2 separate regions of the Ovis aries genome follow, and region 2 is linked to region 1. A link is a contact called in public Hi-C data. All regions are on one chromosome and are shown on one strand. Each heading gives the region's core, a stretch centred on a gene start, on an enhancer-like site or on the middle of the called end of the contact. The rest is flanking DNA. Distances are from core to core; before and after follow the strand shown. Region 1 has its middle 70 kb from the start of FMN2. Region 2 overlaps TTC13 (tetratricopeptide repeat domain 13).

The links. Hi-C and Micro-C count contacts between places; a contact is called where the count stands out from the background.
Region 2: a Hi-C map of hypothalamus shows a contact between it and region 1, with 10 times the contacts expected there. The contact joins two enhancer-like sites. A contact is called at or near these places in 4 of 16 Hi-C or Micro-C datasets (hypothalamus, muscle and tail adipose tissue).

The regions. Positions count from the first base shown.
Region 1 is chr25:2,848,491-2,852,103 of ARS-UI_Ramb_v3.0, reverse strand. No RefSeq gene overlaps it. Among named protein-coding and RNA genes, the nearest start is that of FMN2, 70 kb to the right of the region's middle. Within about 2 kb of position 1,928, at least 7 of the 54 cell types and tissues checked have an H3K27ac peak or open chromatin away from gene starts, as enhancers often do. A contact at or near this core is called in hypothalamus, where this site is marked.
Region 2 is chr25:3,050,605-3,054,217 of ARS-UI_Ramb_v3.0, reverse strand. It overlaps TTC13 (tetratricopeptide repeat domain 13), which reads left to right. Exons shown (of 19, transcript XM_042241103.1): 13 at 91-175. Among named protein-coding and RNA genes, the nearest start is that of C25H1orf198, 45 kb to the right of the region's middle. Within about 2 kb of position 1,742, at least 9 of the 54 cell types and tissues checked have an H3K27ac peak or open chromatin away from gene starts, as enhancers often do. A contact at or near this core is called in hypothalamus, where this site is marked.

The DNA of each region.
Region 1 (3,613 bases), core at 679-3,178:
TTGTGCTTCATGCCTTGGCCTGGGCTACTCCCTACCTCAGCCTGTTAGGGGGATGCATGTTCGTTTATTCATTCACTCATTGTTTTATTGTGTATCTGGTTCCTGTTCTGTGCCAGGCTCCAGGTGAATGAGGCCTCATCCTTGGAGACCCAGCTCAGACATCACCTCCTCCATGAAGCCCTTCTTGATTCCCCACCCTTTCTACAGCTCCTCTGGCCTCATCTGGAGCCCCTAGGACTGTGATCACATGTTTACCTCTCCAGCCTGTGAGCTCTGTGAGGGTCTGGGCCTGATGCGAAAAGGGGCTCAGAAAACTGATGAGGATAAAACACCAAATAGATGAAAGGACCAAACTCAGGCCACATGTCCATCAAGCGCCCCTTCTCCATCCCTCTAGGACCAGGCTCCATCATCAATAGGAAGCAAAGGGACCCACTCTCACCTCATGCTCATTCAGACCACTAACAGTCTGGGTTTTTTTCCCCCATTTTAATTTTTCTTTTTTTAACTTGGGAGCCATGTCACGATGGTGCCCCTGAGTAGTGAGAGACGTAGTCGCCACTCCAGGACTGGAATCTACCTGTCCTGTCTTAGCTGATACTGGACAGGAAGCAAGTGCAGGAGGAGATGGCTCAGGGTCTCCCCAGAAGCGTCTCTTCCATCTCACTGGAAGAGGCGAGGTGGAGAGAGAGGAGGCGCAGCTGCCAGGGCTGGGTCACGGCAGGAGGAGTGGAGACCAGGGGCTCCCCGTTTCCCTGCTGCTCCTGCCTCTACGTGGAGCCTGCTTCTCATGCTGCAGCCCACCTCCAGGCCCTCGCAGGGCTGAGCCTCCACCAGGAACCCTCTCCTCTCCTCACCAGCACCAGTGCCCTGGCCCTTTCAAGACTCTGCTCTTCTGGGGACTTGTCCCTGAGCCTGCTTGCCCCGTGCACCTGCCCCACTCTGACTCACTCCTCCACTCTGTCCTCAGCCCTCCTGTTGTAATGGCCTGAGGACGACACGTCTCCCTGGGACATAGTCTCTGCTCTGGGGCCAGCTGAGACCCAGCAGACTTTGGTCATAAGCTCTAAGTCTCTGTGACCCTGGGTGAGTCCCTTGTCCCCTTGGAGGCTCCGTTTTTCCTGTAAAGGGTCCGGCAGTGGCCACCTCACAGCAACGCTGACCCATTGGAGCTGCCGGAGGTGGAGTTGGGCCAGAGACTGTGGCCCTCAAGGCTGGCCCGGGGACCAGGCCCCTCATAGCCAGTGTTTGTGGAAAGACCGGGAGCAGCGATGCATGCGTGGTGGGAGAAGGGCAGGGTTTAGGGGCAGCTTTGGAGCCTGAAGACACACCACCAGGCGACACTTTATGGAGCTCCTGGCCCTGGCTTCTCCCACCCCTCCCCTTCCTGACTGCCTTCGGACGACATGTGACGACGAAACCCTCCTTTGAGGGCTGCACTCAGCCCATTTATCCTGCCCACCAGCGGGTCAGGACAAACTCCACACAGCTGTGGCCCTCACGTCAGCAAAGCTCCATGGACTAGGAGGAGGACTGCAAACCTGGACACCTCCAGGGGCAGGCAAGAACAGGGCAGGGAGAGCCTGGGCCTGGGGGCTGCGCAGGGGGAGGTGGGAACTGTGGCGAGCTGGGGACACAGCCTCTTCCAGAAGGGCCCCCACTCAGACTCAGAACAGCCTCATCTGTTCACCCCCTGACAATGTCCCCCAGGAGGCCAGGACTTCTCATTTCATGTCAAAACTCACAAAGCTAGAAATCTGGGGCTTTGTCTGAAATCTCCTAGTTTTTAAATGTTGGAATTACTTTTAAAAATCCAGATTTGCTCCTGAGCCCTTGTTCAAGGCCCTTGGTTTAAGACCAAATGTGGGCTGAGCAGCTGCCCCGAGGCGGGGTCCAGACCAGATGCTCTGCCACTGCACAGCACGGCCCTAGTCCTCCAGTGCCTCCTTGTGGATGCTCACGGGACAGCTTCATCCGCAGAAGCCAGGCCCCAGGCAGGGTACGGTGGGGGGTCAGGGTCTCCCAGGGCTGCCCTTTCCTTCAGCAGATCCACGGCAGTGGAGCCATTTATGCCCCACACCAGACTTGCCCTGTGTGTGGAGGAGCTGGAGTTGCCTCCACGAGAAGCATCCTTGTGCAGGAGAGCAATGAGCCTTCCCCAAAGCCCTAAACCTGTATTGAGCACCTGCTGAATACACAGTCCTAGGATGGGAGCTTCGTGGATGGAGGAGCCCGGGCGTCTGACCGCAGGGGACCAGATAAGCCAGATGAGAAGGCAATGGTGTTCAGGGCTTCAAGGAGGAGGGAAGATACATCTGACGGGGTAGGGGGCATGTGACTGGGCTACCTTTGAAGCATCATTGCCAAGTGATCTGGGGGTACAGAGGACACGTGTGCTTGGTGCTCAGAAGGTGTGGGGAGCAGAGGGAGGGACCGTGTCCCTGCAGAGGCCTCCCTCCCCTTCCTCCATCCTGACGGGGCTGCTGCTGAGGCCACTCTCAGTCTGCCCTCCTGGCCCTGTTACTAGCTCTCTATACAGATGAGGACGCCATGGTGCAGAGAAGGCAGCGGCCACCTGCACTCACACAGCAGGGTCTCAGTGACCCCTCCTGGGGGCCCTGTTATGAGTTCTCTATGGCAGATGTAGACCCTTTCTCTGCTTCAAACTTTAGGTTTCAGTTTGTTTGGGTTCACTGTGCACTGGGAACAAAACATGTGTTCCATAACATGGACACAAACTACACTTCCACTGTCAGACAAGGGTGACGAAGTGTGGTACACACCATATGCACACATATGCAATGGACCTTACCCGGATATATATCAAATATACATAGACAATGGATCTTACCCGGATATATATCAAATTTACATATACAATGGACCTTACCCGGATATATATCAAATATACATATACAATGGACCTTACCCGGATATATATCAAATTTACATATACAATGGACCTTACCCGGATATATATCAAATATACATAGACAATGGATCTTACCCGGATATATATCAAATATACATGTACAATGGATCTTACTCAGATATATACCGTATGTACACATACAATGATCTTACTCAGCTATATATCACATATACACATATCTAATGGATCGTACTCAGCTATAAAAAAGCATTTGCAACAACATGAATGGACCCAGAGGGCATTATGCTCAGTGAAATATGTCAGACAGAGAAAGACAAGTACAGTCTCACTTGTATGTGGAACTGAAAAAAGAAATCAAACTCCGAAACAGAACAGGGTGTGGGAAACCAGAGGCGGGTGCTGAGGGGGCAGGTGGAGTGGGTGAAGATGGTCGACAGGCACACACCTCCAGCTGTAAGACACGCAATCCCTGGGGTTGTGTGTACGGCAAGGCGACGGTGGTTAACAACACTGTGTTGTGTATGTGAAAGTTGCTAAGAGAGCAGTTCTTAAGAGATCTCATCACAAGAAAATAATGTGTAGCTGTGAGTGGTTGTGGATGGTAACTGAACTTGTGATCATTTCACAGCATGTACACATAGCAAACCATGATACTGGGCGCCTAAAACTAACACTGGTCTGAACCAATTATATCTGACAACCTGTATCTCAGTGATCAGG
Region 2 (3,613 bases), core at 493-2,992, 200 kb before region 1:
GGATTTATCTAAATTAAAGGTAATAGCATAACTAACTACTGATTTCTGTGTTAATTTTAGTTGCTATCTCTCTCTCTTTCCTCTTTAAAGCGCTAATAATCCTAAAGGATTGTTGGAAGTTAGAGAAGCTCTGGAAAAGGTCCACAAAGTGGAAGACCTCCTTCCAATTATGAAGGTAAATTTATCATCAAAATCACAGTAGTTGTTTTTAGGGGAAAAAATTAGTACTCTTTGAAAGAAGAACTTATTATCATTAGATGCATAATTGTTAATGTTATTAGTATTTTAAGGTTTATAAAGTGTGCCACTTAAAAACACTGATAAAAACACATTCTGAATAATAACCAAAATTAAAGCAGACCCTAGAAGGTAGGAAAATGCAATAAGGAAAGCAAAGTCAATTCAACTAAAGGTTGACAGAGAGAGAAGGGGGAGCATTAAGATAAGGGGGGAATGTGTAGAATGGGTGATGTGTCGTGAGTGACTGACTCCCCCCCCCGAAAGAACAGGCATCTCAAATCGGTGTTTTAAAGCCCAGCTGCGTTCTGTTCACTGGAAACATCTGCAAGAAGATGATGTTCAAAAAGTTCAAGGCTGAAAGGTAGGCCAGGCAAATGCTCCTGGAGAAAAGCAGGTGTGGCAATGTCAGTATCAGAAGTATTTGAATTCAAGATAAAGGGCCCATCAGGGGGAAATAATTATGTTGTTTTAAAAGTATAAGCCATTAAGAAATTAGAACTTTATGAACCTTTTCTCCAAACTACCCAAGATGTGCCCACAGCAGGAACATTTGATTTTTTTCAATTAATAGTTTGACCTATAACATAAAACTTGAATAAATATTCTCCTTGTAGCTATAGTAGATAAGACTGATGTACATCAAGTACATGATAAGACATTTCTGTGTCTGACAAAGCTCACACATTTCTAAAGCATAACCAGGAGGCATCTTGTCATGGGCAAAGCCACAAGCTGGCCCCACGGCCCAGGCCTGTCTGCTCACTGGGCTAGGCCGTCGCTCCTGGCTCTCCTCCAGGCTCTTTGTGCTGATGAGCCTTGTTTCTGACCAACCTGGTTATTCTGAGGGTCTTGTGAACTGAGGTGTGGTTCTCAGTCTTCTCAAACCTGTCTTAGCAAACCTGACTTCAGCAAACCTGTTCAGATGGCCCCTTTACTACACTAAAATCAAATCCATAAGAATGTACATACTCAAAAAAAATCCCTTAGAAAGTCACCAAAGTGCTGTAAAGGAGCTCTAAAAGCTAAGTTGTCTATAGGCAAGAAACAGTAGGTCAGCATTTAGGCATATCTTCATGAGAAGCCACAAAGAAGTAGCCGGTTGCTTGCTCATGTGTGTGAAGTCTTGGTGAATGTGACGGCTCCAGAGGCAGCCCTGCAGCCATCTGTCATTTGGTGACTCAAGTATCATGAGCTATGACTTTGGTGATACGGTTTTCCATAATGGATGGTAAACCACACTTAATAAGTTCTGTACAATGTACAGATACACTCTTTCCTCAGTTTATGTGCTGTTTGCATTTCTAGAAAAGTCAGTGGGTATTTCAGCTGTAACAGATACTTAGCGTGAGAGTGTAAACTGGAGTCTGAGTCCAGGCCTAGGTGATTATTACATTATAAACAGCTTCTTCATCCATATGCAAATCCAGTGGGAGTCATGCCCGTGTGACTGTCCCTTGCACCTCATCCTCGTAGCCACACTCTCCCCTGAATTCCCCAAATGTCCCCCAGGGGGCAGAATGGCCCCACCAAGGACTGCTGGATGCACCAGACAGAAAGAAACTGGAGCCTGACTCAGATTTCAGTCTTTAGCTTTCCAATGGGTATTTTCGGCATTTAAATTTACTATATTAGGCAGAATACGGAAGCAGCTGAGGGATATTTTAACACATATATATGGAAGTGAAAAGTGAGAGTGTTAGTTGCTCAGTCATGTCCCACTCTTTGTGACCCCATGGACTGTAGCCTACCAGGCTCCTCTGTCCATGGGATTCTCCAGGCAAGAGTACTGCCGTGGGTTGCCATTCTCTTCACCAGGGGATCTTCCCAACCCAGGGATTGAACCCAGGTCTGCTGCATTGCAGGCAAATTCCTTACTGCCTAAGCCACCAGGGAAGCCCGTAGAATGTGTGTGTGTGTGTGTGTGTGTGTGTGTGTGTGTATTAAGAAAAGCATAATGCACAAAAGGCTGCAGTTGCTGGAGAGCTGCTAAGGGGCCCAGTATCACCCTCCCCCACCCCCCCGCCCCCAGTGTCTGGCTCCCAATGCAAAGTCATTGCCTGTTTGGCTATATCTGGGAATGGCCATCTCACTGTGGCCTTGCACACCGTGCCTCCACCCAGGCTGTGTGTGTACTGGTGTTTCTAAAGGCACACATAGAAGTGAATGAAACTATGCCTTTGTGTTTAAAGTGCTTGTTGAATGTGATGCCCTGACAGGTTCTTCTACACGACGTACCTCAGCCAAAGAGCCAGGTTCAGAGTTACCTCAGTTCCCCTCGGGCAGCTGGTTAGTGAATTAGGGGACTGGATGTCATGAGGGCCTGGGTCCCCGTTTCCATGTGCAGCTCAGGCAGGACCTCACCTTGCCTCATCTCACCAACTGGGTTTCCTCACCTGTGAGATTGAGGTCGTGGCCTATCTTATAGGCATGCAGGGAGCATTAAAGAGGATTGACGCATACCCTTAAGTGTTAGCACATTCTGCCCCTAAAAGTCCTTGTCCTCATACAAAGACATCTCTTGTCTCAGCCCCTGCTGCCAGCCTTCCTGTCCACATCCACACATCTTCACCCTTCCCTGGACCTTAGTGAATGTCCACTGGTCACTGTTTTTAGACAGCTTTTTCCTCCAGTGTGTTTTCTGAAGCACCACCTCTTTTTATTTTACCGTCGGTTCTCTCATTCAAGTCTGTCAATCCTAAAAAATGCTGGCTACAACCGAATTTGGGGAGGATGCTTCTGGAGCAATGACAACACCTATTTATTGGCTTTTCAGTTTGTCGGAAGTGTTTTAAACAGAAAGCTGTGTTCATACTCAGCACCCTTAAGAGCCATTCTTACCTCCAGTTCCTTTAGAATACTCTGCTTTGTTACTCTGGTCTGCACAGTTGGGGTTTATGCATGTGTGTGTATGAAATTCTTGGTTGACAAAATTCTGAGTGCTTTTCAGACAGATAAGAGTCTACTTTGAAGAAGCACTAGCAAAAATGCATGGTGCTATTTTGAGTTGTAGTATGTTGACTACAGCTATTCTGCTTAGTGTCAAAGTTTCTGCCAATTAAGATGAACAAGAGAAAAGACCCAAATGGAGCTCTTAGGAGTGAGAGTTGCCATCGAAGAAAGCTGTGTGCCTTTTGCTCTGAGGTTCTCTTCTGGCCTCTGGGGCCATGGGGAGTGTGACTTGGGCTGAGAGAGTGGATGGGGCGTAGGCGTCCTGGACACTAGCTGCCAGGATGGGGAGAGTGACTTGGGCTGAGAGAGTGGATGGGGCGTAGGCGTCCTGGACACCAGCTGCCAGGACAGAGGACACAATGTCTTGCATTCTCTGAGCCTTCTTAGAAACATCAAAGTCAGAGTTGGCGCTGCAGATTGGGAA